Regions from separate parts of the Hordeum vulgare genome. Here regions 2 and 3 are each linked to region 1. The links are chromatin contacts, called in public Hi-C maps. All regions are on one chromosome and are shown on one strand. The core of a region is the stretch at or near the end of the contact, and the rest is flanking DNA. Distances in the headings are between cores, read along the strand shown.

Region 1 (4,992 bases), core at 1,438-3,937:
GTACCAACGTGATTGACACTGTATTTATACATTCAGATCAAGTTTTTATATCATTTTGATGTACACCATAACTTCTTACACCAATACCCTTTACGCCAAGTTTTAACTCGAGTGGGTTTTCCTCGAGCGAACAATGGAGCGGTTTGGATTTGGGCAAGCTTGGATCAACATGATTATGAGATGCATTCAGAGTGTGCGCTTCTGTGTCAAATTGAATGGGATTTTTTCAAGGAACTTTTAGGCGTCGAGAGGGCTTAGGCAGGGTGATCCTCTCTCCCCATATCTGTTCCTGTTTTGCGTTGAAGGTTTTTCAACTTTGCTTCAACAGGCTCAAAGAGATAACCGCATAAATGGTGTAAGTTTTGGGAGCACTGGCCCCATATTACCCACCTCTTATTTGCTGATGACAGTGTGGTTTTCTTGGAAGGATCAGAGGGTAACTTGCAGGCGTTGAAGGATATACTGCATGCATACCAAGTGGCATCGGGGCAAAAGGTGAATCTACAAAAATCTTCAATCTTTTTCGGCAAAGGGTGTAGGGATGAGGACAAGGGTGCTCTGAAACAAGCTATTGGTATTGATTCTGAAGCGCTGAGCGAGAGATACTTGGGTCTACCAACCGTATTTGGAAGATCGAAGGATGTCTCCTTTCAGTACGTCAGAGAGAGCTCTAATAGTAAAGTGTCAGGGTGGAAGGGGCAAGGTTTGTCGAAGAAGGCAAGGGAAGTTCTAATAAAATCTGGGCTACAATCAACTCCAACCTTCACAATGATCTGTTTTCAACTCTCAAAGAAGATGTGCGGGAATTTGACTTCAATCTCTTCTAAGTTCTGGTGGGGTGCAGCTCAAGGGGAAAGGAAGGTGCATTGGATAGCTTGGGATAAAATGTGTTTGTCAAAGAGAGATGGAGGTATGGGGTTCCAAAATTTTGAAGCCTTCAATCAGGCTTTGCTGGCAAAGCAAGCGTGGCGACTTCTTCAATCCCCTTCATCGTTGGGTGCCCGGGTGCTCAAGGCTAGGTACTTCAAGGAGTGCTCGATCGTGAATGCTACATGCCCTAATGGTGCATCGTGCACTTTCAGGAGCATCATTCATGGGAGGGAACTGCTAAGAGAAGGAGTGGTTTGGCGTATTGGTGATGGGGCGGACATTAACATACACCATGAAAATTGGATTCCAAGGGCAGGGAGTTTAAAACCTCTAGGGCAGGTTTTCGTACATGGAATAACTCATGTCAGCGACTTACTAAGTGCCGATGGAACTGCTTGGGACCATGAAAAACTGCAGGCTATGTTCACAGCCGATGATGCATACGATATAAAGCAAATCACCATTGGTGGCCCGGGTAGCAGCGACCATTTAGCATGGAACTTCACCAAGTTGGGCTAGTGCAGCGTACGATCAGCTTATCGTCTCTGTATGACGCAAAAAGGACCAAATTCGGACGGCCGGAGTCCTCATCATCGGTTCATAAACATCAAAGCTGGCTTGCGCTCTGGAATACCAATGCTCCTGGGAAGGTAAAGATCCATATGTGGCGTTTGATAAAAAATGGGTTGGCTGTCGGTGCCGAGCTACACCGGAGGAAAATCAAACCATACATTTTTTGCACGGTCTGTGGCAGAGAAGAAACAAATTTGCATTGCTTCTGAGAGTATCCGCATTCAACCATGTTCTGGAAGGTGTTAAGCTCTGAGAAAGGGGTTCCGGTGGCGATCCCGTAGGTGTCTGAAGGATCCCATGGAGAGCTTGCCTCATGGCTGTTGCAGTGGTTTGCGGAGGCGGGGAGCTCGGAGCAGGAGCTTATGGTACATGCTGTGTATGGGCTATGGCTAGCAAGAAATGATGCTAGGGAAGGGAAAATAATTGTGGATCCTAGAGTGATTGCAGATAATGTATATCAGCACATCACAGAATGGACTGCCATTCATATGAAACAACCAAGGAGTACCAACCCAACACCGGTTGTGAGATGGAATCCGCTAGAGCAAGGGTGGCTCAAGGCAAATTCTGATGGAGCTTTGGCAAAGTTACGAGATCGTGGTGGCAGAGGAGTGGTCCTCCGAGACCATGATGGTGCGTACAGAGGGGGTGCATGCTATGTGTTTCGGGATGTCTCTGATTCCGAGGTGGTCAAGTTACTTGCTTGCCGTAAGGCGGTGCAACTGGCGATCCAATCGGAAGCTACCAGGGTGCATGTTGAAGTCGATAGCAAGGGAGTGGCAGCCATGGTGAACGAGCAGACAAAGAACTTGAGTGCGGCAGGCCCAATAGTTGAAGAAATCAAGCTGCTGGGAAAGACTCTCCAAGGTTTCAAAGTTTCGTGGGTTAGAAGGACAGGAACCAGTGTGCACATTTGTTAGTTCGAGAAGGTGTTACTAAGGAACTTTGCAGGTTTTGGCCTAACGAACCCCATGGCTGCATTCTACATGTAATCTCTGATGAAATCCTGGTTGTGGGAGGTTAAATAAAGTTTGATAATGTTTTTTTTAAAAGAAAGCATCATCGCTGTAATCGACTCGAATCGAATCGAACACGATGCCATTCCGGGAAGCCACGGAAAAGCGAGAGCATAGCCCGGCACTTTTTTAGCGACGGCACGAATCGTGATGCGCCATCCGACGGTCCCAGCCAGCTCGGGCTCACACGGCACCGGGCTAAAATCCCCTCCCGACCGCTCCGCCGCCACCCCCCCTACCGTCCACCGCCCCTCATTCTCTCCACCAACCTCACTCGAGCTCTCGAAGCGGCGCAGCTAGGGTTAGCTCCGGCCACGAACCCCTAAACCCCACCACCCTCCCAACGCCATCGCCTACTCCTACCAGGCAATTCAGCCGCTGCGCCTCGCCGCCCGCTTCGATCCGGAGCTAGGGTTCCGCGGGTCTCCGAGCCCCGTTCGGGCGCCGTGGTGGTCGTGGTCTCTGGCGGTGGTATGGCAGGGTACGAGGAGGAGAACCAGGACGCCATGAACGGCTACGAGGAGGACGAGGAGGTGGAAGAGGAGGTCGAAGAGGAGGTAGAGGAGGAAGAGGAGGAGGAGAGGCCCACCGCCGATGGGGCGCGAGATGGAGGAGGTGGAGGGGAGGTCGTTGGTAGCGGAGAGGCCGGTGGCGTGCAAGGCGGCAGGGACGTGCCTGCCGAGCCCGCCGACGGGTCCGGGTGAGTCCGTTGCGCTTTTAGGTTTTTGGTTTGGTCTGTTGGACTGGATGAAGTTTGGTTAACTCGTTTGGTTTGGTCTGTGCTTCTCTACAGGAAAATTTTCGTTGGGGGTGTAGCCTGGGAGACAACCGAAGGTAGATAAGTAATTCCTGTAGGGTATTGCCAAGGATGGGGACGATTTTAGTTTTTAGACCTGTCATACAAAATGCCCCTGCTGTAAGTGACTTCATTACAAACATCCAAAAAGAGTTAAGAACAAAAAAGTAGTTAGGTGCATTAGATCAACATAAACAAACTTATTTTGCATTTACAAGACAAGAGCACCTCAACGTCATTTCATGGCTAGGCTTGATTGTCTGATGAACCTCATCACATGAAAATACAGTGTACTTCTGGATTGCTTATTTCTTCTGTTGTAAGAAGGTTATACATTGTTTTCAGCCGTATATTTTCAATGGGCAAGAACCAAAATTATAACTTAGTGATTTGTGGGCCAACCTAATCTCAGTGATCTTTTACTTCGCACATTGGTCAAGAAAAAGGGGACACAGAGCAAGAATATATGGCTACACATTTCTTGCTATTCTATCTAAAGCCAGTTTGGTGTCTGTTATTAACGATAAAATTCTCCATTCCTGCATGCCTGGCTAGCTTGCTTAGGTGGAACATGTATTTTCATGAATGGTGCCATCATGAAGAAATTAATTAATCTGAGGGAAACTTGCTTGAAAGTTGTGAGATACTGAGATCGGTTTGCTTAGATATCCCAAAAGCATTGAAATTCTGAACTTTGTGTTACAATGTTCACACAAACCTTTTGTTACATGGAGTGGAGGGAGTATATTTCAGGTCAAAATTTTATGCACATATAAAGAAACGAAAACAATAAACTTGGCTCTAAATAGTACTCCCTCCACTCCATATTGCCCAGCGTTTTAGTGTTTTAGCTCCAGCACGCATGATGATCAGGGCAAAGTGTAGATAAAATTGTGCTAGATGGATGCTTATACCCTCAAAACTCAAGAGTAATCTCTCTCTGTCTCTCTTTCTCCATAGCCTTTGGCCATAACTGGCACTGGTCTCTTTTCCCCTCACATGTCGCTCACTCCTATCCCTCCTGTTTCCCCATGCATGCATGTGTAATTGGCTTCCAGTATGGGAAGGGGTGAAATAGGTAATCCGGTTGCGAGAGAAACACAATATGTTCTGTAGTTAAAAAAAAACCCGAAACCAATTTATGCTATGTATTGAGGAACAGAGGGAGCAAATGAACAGTTTTAGCTACTATTTATAGCCGACCTTTTCCTTTTAGTTTCTCTATATGTATGGATTGAGTGTGGATCTGAGATTTTGTTTCATGTTAGATGCATCTTTTATGAATGCTGTATTAAATTCACAAAATTTTAACGGCTATGAATGATAATATTGGTAATTGACTAATTGTAATTGGGGGGTGTTTGGACTGCTATATGTGCTGACTCCTGTTTAGGAAGCTGAAATTCTTTTGTCAAGTTAAATTAGGAAATTGTGATCCATAACGAGTTGATTTGGGTAGGGTAAAGTTCGGAACGTTGGGGATAGGGGAAAGGTAACTTACTTCCAAGTCAGGATGGGAATGGGCCGACCCGGCCCTGGCCTTGGACCTGGCCCTCATGGCCTCAAGGCCAATTTATGAGGCCGCGGGGCGACCCATTTCTTATAAATGCCCATGGCTTTGCTGGCCTGATGGGTATCTCGGGTCGGCCCTGCTTCCTCGCTGGGCACCCCTTGGAGCTGCTGCAGCGGTAGTAACCCCTCGGGTACGGCGACCCCTTGATGGGCTTCTGCCCGTAC
Region 2 (4,992 bases), core at 1,739-4,238, 470 kb before region 1:
TTGGGCCGGTCCAGTTCACTTTTTTTTCTCAAAAAATTCTAACAATTTACTTTTGTATTTATTTTCTGTTTTTTCTTTTTCTGCATATTTACTTTATTTATTTATTTTTGTTTTGTTTTTCTTGAAGAATTTCAACCAAAACTATTTTCGAATTTGAAGAACAATTTTTAAAAAATCCATTTTTTTATAATTGAAAATACTTATCGACATTTAAGACCAATTTTTGAACACGAACATAAATTCAGAATTTTTTTTTTGATATTTCGAATATTTATTTGAATATTGAGAACAAATTTTGAAATCGAGAACAATTTTTAAAAATCGTGAACAGATTACGAAGCACGCTTTTTTAATGTACAGACATTTTTTGTATCTTGAGAACAAAATTTTGAAACGGAGAACAACTTTGAAAAAATTAAAAAAAATTGGAAACACGAACAATTTTTTAAAGCACGAACATTTTTAAAATTTTGCGAATAAAATTTTGAAACGGAGAATAGTTTTGAAAAACCCTGAGCAAATTTAGAAGCGCAAACAATTTTGAACAATTTTTAAAACAGAGAACAAAATTAAAAGATTGAACAAATTTTAAAAGCATGGATATTTTATGAATCTTGAGAAGAAATTTTATACCGAGAATTTTTTTAAAAAAATTGTGAACAAATTTGGAAGCGCAAACAAATTTGTAAAGCACGATTTTTTTTAAATCTTGACAACAAATTTTTGAAGTGGACAACAATTTAAAAAAAAACCCGAATTCACTTGGAAGCACGAACAAGTTTTTAAAGCACGAATAGTTTTTTAAACTTGAGAATAAATGTTTAAACCTGGAACAATTTTGAAAAAACCTAAACAAATATAGAAGGGCGAATAATTTTTTAAGGCACAAACATTTTTTGAATCTTAAGAAAAAAAAATTGAAACGGAGAATTTTTTTGAAAATCCCTGAACATATTTAGAAGCCCGAACAATTTTGACCAATTTTTAAAACGGAGAACAAATTTGAAAGCGCAAACAAATTTTTGAAGCACAAACATATCTTGCATCTTGAGAATAAATTTTGAAACAGAGAATAATTTTAAAAAACCATGAAAAGTTTTGGAAGCGCGAACAGGTTTTCAAAGCATGAACATTTTTTAAATCTTGAGAATAAAATTGTGAAACGTAGAAGAATTTTAAATAAACCCGAACAAAGTTGGAAGCACGGACAATCTTTTAAAGCACAATTTTTTTATTGAACCTTGAGAACAATGTTGAAAAATCCTGAACTAATTTGGAAGCACGAACATTTTTTTAAAACAAGAACTTTTTTGAATTGTAATAATAAAATTATGAAAGGGAGAACAATTTTGAAAACCCAAACAAATACAGAAGCGCGAGCAATTTTGAACAATTTTTAAAACAGAGAACAAATTTGAAAGCGTGAACAAATTTATAAAGAAGGAACATTTTTTGAATGTTGAGAATAAATTTTGAAACAGAGAACAATTTTGAAAAATCATGAAGAAATTGGAAGCGTGGATTTTCTTTAAAACAATTTTCAAACATATTGAAATTGGTAACAAATTTTAATATAACGAACATTTTTTTAAAATACTAAATATTTTCAGAAATACCTAACATTGTTGTAAGCAATAAATATATTTGGAAACATAAACTATTTGAAATTTGAAATAATTTTCTAAGAAGCAAAAAAAGAAATTCTAATTTTAAGAACAATTGTCGAACTGTTCTTATTTGAAAGAAATATAAAATAACCTTACAAATAAATAAACAAAAAAAAAGAACAGAAGAAAGGAAAAATAAAATAGAAAATAAGAAACAGAAACAGAAACATAAAAACGAAAAAAGAAGAAAAAAGGGTAAAAAAAACTGATTCAGGGCACCTCCTAGAAGGTTCCCAAAACCGGTGGCTAACCAAACTGGCCGGCCCAAGTATGGTCTGGGGGTGTGCGGAGCGACGGCTATTTGCGGCAAGATGCGGCGAATAGCATTTCCCATATTTGACGCTAAGTGAAAATCAAAATGGGCCGTCATATTACCCACGGGCTTGTTCCAAAAATTAAAACGGCCAATTTCGAATTCCGTCTGATTGGCTTTATAAGTGGGGCATCAATTTGTATATCTTTAATGAAACTATAAAAACATGCATTGTACTATAGTTTATAAAAATATGTATTTAGATTCGTTATCAAATACTCTATAATTTATAATCATATAATTTGTTTAACATGTTATGCCCTTCATCATGTAAAACATCGACAAGAAAAATAGGACGCCCGACGAGTTCTGAAGCGCACATCAGGGCAAGCAGCACTAGTAGTCACTTTAAAAACTGCCAGTGAAGCGCGGATCCGCAAATACGTAGTAGCTTTGAACAAGATCGTCGTCGATCGGAGGATGGAGTAAACAAACCGGCGGATCGTGAGACCTTTGCGGGTGACATGACGGCCACCACCTCCTGTCCAATCACAGGAAGAGAAAGCGCTCGCCGAGATGAAGGAGCCGCCCTCAGTGTCGACGCTCTGGATGGCACGCGGGGCATAGGCATCAGATCCGAACCGAAGACGAGAGACCGAATGACTCGGAAGCTCAGTCGTCGCGCCTATCCCGACGACGTGATGCGCATGTGCAGCAGTGCAGGTGCAGCAACCTCTTTCTCTTTCCCCTCGAACGCACATATTTTCTTGTGCTTGACCCCGGCTAGCACTCTCTTCCGTGAGCAATTCCAATTAAAATCATCTCATTGTTAACCGTGGGAGGCCGGCGTGGTGCGTCTATCGTGGATCCATGCCGTCATGCGAGGACCGTGCATTACGTACGAGTGCAGATAGTGTATGCGTTCACTGAGCTTTTCTTCTTCCAAGGAATAAGAATTGGTGGAGTGGGGAGGGTTTTAGCCGGTGAGTGTGTAAGCAGCGCACGTAGCTATCCCAGGGGAGGGGCTCCAACCATAAGCTGACAAGCACCGCCACTAGGGCCAACCGTTCCTCGCACGCACTTCGCACTGCCCTGAGGCCCCGGAAAAGGAGACGGTGACGCGACTGAGAACCTACTACCACCAGTGGCACGTACGTATAGCAATGGAATTCTTGCATGCATCGCCATCAGCCTTGCTTGATTTCTTCACGCATGACGGTGAATCTGCCGTGTCTACCGGGGCGGGCGGGCGGGCGGGCGGGCAGGCAGGCAGGCTCCCACCGTTTCTGTCAAATTATCCTGACGATTCATCACTTGGAGAAAAAGAGCAATAGTTGAACCCTAGCTGACAATTATAGGACATTGAACGGGAACGGGAAGGATATAGCGTGCAACTACGCGAATAAATGGAAAAACAAAGAATACACGGGAAAGAGCAACTCCAACATCTAAACAGACGTGTTTTTCCGTCTTTTATCTACTAGCAAAAGGGCTCATGCGTTGCAACGGAAGAAAGAAATACCACACGACACACGCTCTTAATTTATAAAAAATGTCTATAATTTGAGAATTTATAGTTACGATACAAATAAAGATGGTCTTATCCTACAAAAATGCAGTTCAAAATTTCACAGGTCTTCTATTTTAACACAGCTTGCATGTAGATTTAATACGTACAAAGAATCAGTCAAGTGACCTTCAGTTTCATCTCTAATCATGATTTTGTTGACGTGTTCATCCCCAACCCGGATGAGTACTGGTATGAAAGAAAGACGAATAATGACTTATTTATTAAGATTGCACCCTAGATAGTATTTTTATTAAATGTTTAACAGATAAAATAATATCATATTTAAATTCTACATATTTTTCTAATCAAATTCCATGTATAATATGTTAAATTTGGAGTTACGGTTTAAAAGATATGAGTATTTAAAAATATATTTAATATATACTACGAGTTTAATGTCATAAACAGTAAGGGCTTTTTTGTAAAATCACCTCGGTGGGTTTTCCGACGGAAGCGATAACCTCTTTATTATTAGGTAAAGATATCATTGTCCGTCTTTTTGTTTAGATCTGCCCCGTCGTTCCATGGATGACCAACACATTTTCTCCGCGTCCAGAAATAATAATAATAAAGATGTGACCAAAAAAGAAATAAACATTAAGCAGCCGGTCAAAGTCCATTTAAGCATTAATAAAACATAAAAAAACTAAAAGCCCGCCCGCATGCTGCTCTAGGCCTTGCCGTCATCATTGTCGCATTCCTTGCAGCCATCATCGCCGGTGAGGTATACGAAGGTTGGCGGCGGTCCAACCCATGGGAATGCGCTCTCCCACGTCGCTAGCGCCTCCTCCCGTGTCTGTTTCGGCGGTGGCATTGTAGTGTGGTGGGCGCACCCCTTCTCCTGCTCGCGGCACACGTCCTCTAGGTCGCGCTCGATCTGCTCCTGGCGCTCGTCGTCGGCCCGCTCCTCCGCCAACAAATGTTGCCTCTAACGCTTGAGGTGGATCGGATCCTCCTCTGGCGGAGTGCCCATGTAGACGGCAGGCGCGCTCACCCACTCGGGAACAAAGTTTTGTTCCACCCCTACCTTTCCTCGGGTCACGTTGGCGCCGTGGGGTGCGCGGGGGCGTGGACGTGCGCTCGGGCTCGGCCTTGGGCTCGAGGAAAAGTGGCGACGGTGGCGATGGCGTTGGGTAGAGCGAGGCGTAGACGGAGTCCCCCTCCGCGACAACGCGAGGGCCTCCTCCAGGGCTTCCGACCCAACGCTTGTCCTCGTCACGGCTGCTCTCCTCGAGGGCCTATTGCGTCGCCGCCTCCAGAGCAGCCATGTAGGTCGTATCCTCCTCCTCCTTTGGCTTGACCTCTGGGGTGGCGACACATAGACACGATCGAGCTGCACACTGCCACTTGGTGCGGCGTCGTGCTTCATCGCTAACCAGGCCTCCCACTTGGGGCAGTCTCACGCGTAGGCAGGGAGACGCCACTGCTCCAGCGTAAGGAGGGCGCGACACCGGCGTACCTCGTCTGTGTGCGCTCGCAGCAACCGCGACAACACCGTCACG
Region 3 (4,992 bases), core at 1,869-4,368, 280 kb after region 1:
GTTTGTCCGTGGTTTGGGTGTTCCAGTTGGGTCGGTCATTAACCGGACGACCTGTCAGGCGTTTCAGAACGGGTATGAGGGTCCGGTTGTAGATGCCTAGAGTGTGGTGTATTTCAGAGAATCTACTACCACTAAAAAAGGAAGAGAAGGCACATCCAACTAGACATATTAACCGTGTGATTAGTAATCTAATGGTTGTAAAGGGCACTAAAGAAACAATGTTAATGAAACGGTATTGCAATTAGCGATGTGCGTCCCGAGTCCCGATCCACGTCTCCCGCTGCGCCTCGCTCCAACGGAAACCACCCACTCCGCCCCACCCATTTCTCCCGTGCCCACTCACCCGACCGTAGCCGCCCCTTGCTCGCCCCTCCCCCCCTCCGACGACCCTGCCCACGCTAGCGGCGCGAACATGGCGCGCCACCGCGGTGCCTCCCTGTGTGTTCGCCTTAGGGAAATATGGTGTACCTTTATTTTAGAATAAAGTAGTCTCACCTGAAGGTTCCCTATTTGTTTAGATATAAACTCCAATTACATTCTTCAAATATGGTGTGCAGCTATTTGGAGTGAACATAAATGAGACGTCCGCTCAAGAGCTATATATTTTAGTTGTTCTCTGTATCCCACCATACATCTGAACTATTTTTCATAATTGGCCTGGAATAGGGATAACTGTTAATGACCAAAACATAGAGCAACTCCAATGGGGCGATCCATTTCGTCCGCCGCCGTCCGTTTGGATCCACGCGGACACAAAAGGCGGCCCAACGCGCCGATCCAAACGGGCGCGCGTCCGTTTTTCGTCCGCGGACGACCCATTCCCGGTCCATTTTTGAGCCGGATTTGCGTCGGTGCGGACGCGCGGACGCTCGCCTTCTCCGCCCCCGGGCCCGCTGGTCGGTGGCACATTGGCCTCCCCCATCTAACCCTCGCCCGCCTCCTTCGTCGTCGACGTCGCCGCCCATTTTTGCCGGCGACTCTTCCAACTAGCGGTGCCTCCACACCCGCCCAGCAACGCTGCCCACTCCCACGTCGCCCGCCGCCGGGGATCCGACTGCTTCCCACCCCCGCGCCCCCACCACACCGGCACGCTCGTCGGACGCCGGCCCACTCATCGGCCGCCGGCAGGGTAGCTAGCTGGTCCGTGCGCGCCGCGACTCCCTACGCCGGTCGTCTCCTTCGTCGACGCCCGCAAGCTGTTCGACAGTTTGCCAAGGTAGAAAATGGACTCCGTCGACGACTTCTTTTTTCACAATTTCCTTTGCGACTTCGACGATTCGTCGTCCGATGACGAGGAGGAGATATTGGCTGCCGTGTTGGTCCATCACCACCTCAACAGCCAGATCGTTGTTCCGTGGCTCCATTCCGGGCCACCTTCCGGCGTTGAATCGCAACCGAGAGAGCGGGCATTTCCTTCTTTGGAAGGACTACTTTGATACAACAAACCCGTTGTTCAAATATCAAATATTCCGCCGCCGTTTCCATATGAGTAGGCATCTGTTCAACCGTATTAGAGAGGGGGTCGTCGGCTATGATGACTATTTCTAGTGCAAAGAGGATGCCGTTGGTCGGGGGTGGGTGACGCCTGAGGCTTAGGCGTCACACTGCCTGGGGGTGGGGCCCTCCCTGCCACGTGGTCGGGGGTGTGGCGCCTAACCCCTAGGCGTCACACAGTACAGTGTGGCGCCGAGGTGTCGGGCGCCACACAAAAGGGTCAGGCCGGTGAATTATTTCTCCCGAGGGATCAATCCGTGAGTTCTTTCGTCCCAGGGGTCATTTTTGTTAATTTTGGCCATGTGTTGCCGCTACATTTTCTATTGCTGGAGGCATCGCAAGTTCCAGAGCTGCCACAGTGAAGGGTACAAGTGCTCCAATTACAGCCGGTACTTCCCAGTTCTGAAAAACTATTGCCGAAGATGGAGGTGCCAATGGCTGCAAGCTCTCTAGGCATGTGAGCTCTCTCTCCCTGCCAAATAATTTTGGAATAGTAATCTCTATTTAGGGTCTATAATAAAGCATATAACAAGGTGCGATGTTTGGTTCAACGAATTGAAATTGGTAATTACAACACCTACTATGGACAAATATGTTCAGTCTTAATCCGAGTATAATTCCTTTTGTATTATACAACATTTGTAACCATATTTATTGTTTCTCTTATGTTAGTACTATTTCTTTTATTTCATTATTAATATATTTGTCCCTACGATTATTAATTATTTGCCAATCAATAATACGTGCATTGCACGGGCACACTTAATAGATAAAGCAGATCAATATGTCATCATTGTAATTTGTAAATTATTTCTTCAACCACTAAATAAACTAGATGCGAATGAGTTAATAGTTGGTGATATACTAAATTTACCAACAAACATACTATTGGAGATATTCTGACCCCTTTCTCGATTTTGTCTTGTGTGAATTTAAAGTCAGCATGAGCATCGATCTTTTTGTTTCAGCATTTTATCTTTATTATTGGTTAAAAGCAGAGTGATTGTATTAAAATTTGAGGTGATTAAGTGGGACCGCTTACTCGTATTATACAAGTGGGACCGCCGAGAACTAGCAGAGCCTGAGACTTTGCTGGGAATTCCTGAGAGGCTTCACGTGTAAAAACCGGGCGAGTGTACCTTTCGTCGGAAAGAACTAGTAGAACGCAACACAACTCCTTCCAATAGATTATTGATTTATTGTGTGTGAGATTCGTAGACAATGCATGTAGAGCCAAGGCGGGATCGCAGTTGGCAATCCGGGCGTAGATCATGCCGCCCACAACGACCGTCCGGCGGCACAGGCACGGGCGCGAGCCGCTCGCCATAGTGTCGACACCGTCGTACCTCCACGTCCACTTGCCCGCGTCCACCGTAACAAAATGCCGGCCCACGCGAACCACTGATAACGGCCCCCACGCACGCCACCCCGCAAGCCTGACCGCTCCCCTCCGCGGCGACCCACTGACGACAGGGCCCGCGTGACCCACTGCCCCGCACGCCCTACCGGGCCCATCCGCCGGGGCCCGTGCGATCCCAACCGACGACGGCGGCGGCGTGGGGGGATGACGACACCCTCTCCGTGGTGGTGGTGGCCCCGCGCGCCGATGTGGCGACGCATGTGTCTGCTCCCCCGCCGCATGCAGGCGCGCCGCGCGGTGATAAATTGGTTTTAATTTCATTCCTCGATTCCGATCGAACAATCCGTCGACTGTCGCGTGGAGAGTGGAGACCTGCGGGCGGAGCAGGATCGGATTGTCATTCTATTTCTCCGCGGCTGCCATGGCGTTCATCGAGGTGAGCGCCTTCCTTCCCCCCCTTGTCCGTGGACTGCTGGCTCGCTAGCTTCTTGATTCCCTCGTTGACAAGCACACAGCGCTGAATTGCGAGGCGGAATTCGTTTGCTTTTGGTGATGATCATTCGGTTATTCTGATTCTTGTAATGGCAGGAGATGGAGTCGTACTACGTCCCCTATCTCCGCGCCCACCTACACCAATTCGCAGGTACGAACACAGACATGATGATTAAGGGGCTATTTATGGTTATTTCCTCGCTAAACCCATCATGGGAGCTCGTGATTCTGACGCGGCGGGGCACCGCTTGGTCGTCGGCGATGGCAGCGTCCGTCTCCACGGCGAGCTGCGAGGAGGGGGCGGGCGACGACGAGGAGTGCCGCGACGAGGCGGCCGCGCTCAGGCTCAAGATGGTGGCCGTCGCCGCCATCCTCATCGCCGGCGCGGTCGGCGTCGCCATCCCGCTCGTCGGCCGGAGGCGTCGCCGCGGCAGCGGCGGCGAGGGCGCGTCCTCCGGCGGCGGGACTTTCGTGCTCGCCAAGGCGTTCGCGGCGGGGGTGATCCTCGCCACGGGGTTCGTGCACATGATGCACGACGCGGAGGAGAAGTTCGCGGACCCGTGCCTCCCGGCCACGCCGTGGCGCCGGTTCCCCTTCCCGGGCTTCATCGCCATGCTCGCCGCGCTGGGGACGCTCGTCATGGAGTTCGTCGGCACCCGCTTCTACGAGCGCAGGCACGGCGAGGAGGCCGCCGCCGCCGCGGCCACTGCTGACGACACCACTGCGCTGCTCGAGGACGGCACACTCGCAGGGATTGCTGCCGCCGCGGTGAGCGGAGACGACGAGAAGCAGGACGCCATGCATATCGTGGGCATGCGAGCGCACGCGGCCGCGCACCAGCACAGCCATGCGCATGGACATGACGCGTGCGATGGAGGAGCCGTGTACGACGCCCACGCCCACGCCCACGCCCACGGCCATGGCCACGACCATGGGCATGGGAGCGAGGAGAGGCCGTCCCAAGCTCATCATGTGGTTGTCTCGCAGGTACATGCAATTTAATATTGTTACCAGTTCTTAAGGCAACGAACTTTTAGTTAAACACAAGTCACATCTTTTATGCGTTGAATGAAAAATTCAGAATCGAATAATATTGCAAGTCAATCTCCCAACGAAAAAGCCAGTGATCCAAAGATCAGACAACTTGAAATTCACAAAACCTAGAATTATTAGAGCATCTCCAACAGCAGCAAAAAAATATCGCGTCCAATAAAATTTTTAGGGCGTCATTGTAGCATTTTTAAAACACGGGGACCATAGTATCTCCAACAGACGCTCGCTAGTGGGCGTTCAATCCAGCCCAATCCAGCGACCCCACCGGCAGCAACACAGAGTTTGCTGCGCGCGCAAGCTGGCGCACCAAATATGCCGCGCGCAATAGCGCTTTTCAACGCGCGCCTAATTTTTTTTAGCGCGCGCACTGTTTTGCAACGTCTGTTGGAGCTGTTCGGCGCCCAAAAAACGAATCTTTTAGCGCACGGATCACTTTTTGGGCGCCTGTTGGAGATGCTCTTACTACCTTTGTATGCAGGTTAGCTATGTAAACACACCCCCTCCGTCCCATAATATAAGATCTTTTTCAGGCCAGCGAAATTTCCTTTGCGTTATATCTGAAAAATGTTGTACAAGTGCACATATCTATGAGT

The links. A called contact is a pair of places that touch in the nucleus more often than the background predicts.
Region 2: a contact with region 1 is called in a Hi-C map of seedling, with 5 times the contacts expected there. The contact joins the enhancer-like site here to the promoter of LOC123413593 in region 1. A contact is called at or near these places in 3 of 6 Hi-C or Micro-C datasets (leaf and seedling).
Region 3: a contact with region 1 is called in a Hi-C map of seedling, with 3 times the contacts expected there. The contact joins the promoter of LOC123407407 here to the promoter of LOC123413593 in region 1. A contact is called at or near these places in 3 of 6 Hi-C or Micro-C datasets (leaf and seedling) and 1 of 1 datasets of contacts at active chromatin or transcription factors (embryo).

What each region holds. Positions count from the first base shown.
Region 1 is chr7H:508,124,948-508,129,939 of MorexV3_pseudomolecules_assembly, reverse strand. LOC123413593 (heterogeneous nuclear ribonucleoprotein 1-like) reads left to right here and starts at 2,687. Exons shown (of 6, transcript XM_045106529.1): 1 at 2,687-3,159; 2 at 3,253-3,293. The coding sequence starts at 2,933.
Region 2 is chr7H:508,596,172-508,601,163 of MorexV3_pseudomolecules_assembly, reverse strand. No RefSeq gene overlaps it. Among protein-coding and RNA genes, the nearest start is that of LOC123411795, 170 kb to the right of the region's middle. Within about 2 kb of position 2,988, at least 3 of the 3 cell types and tissues checked have open chromatin away from gene starts, as enhancers often do. A contact at or near this core is called in leaf and seedling, where this site is marked.
Region 3 is chr7H:507,844,003-507,848,994 of MorexV3_pseudomolecules_assembly, reverse strand. It overlaps LOC123407407 (zinc transporter 10-like), which reads left to right and starts at 3,118. Exons shown (of 6, transcript XR_006612596.1): 1 at 3,118-3,290; 2 at 3,443-3,497; 3 at 3,615-4,333.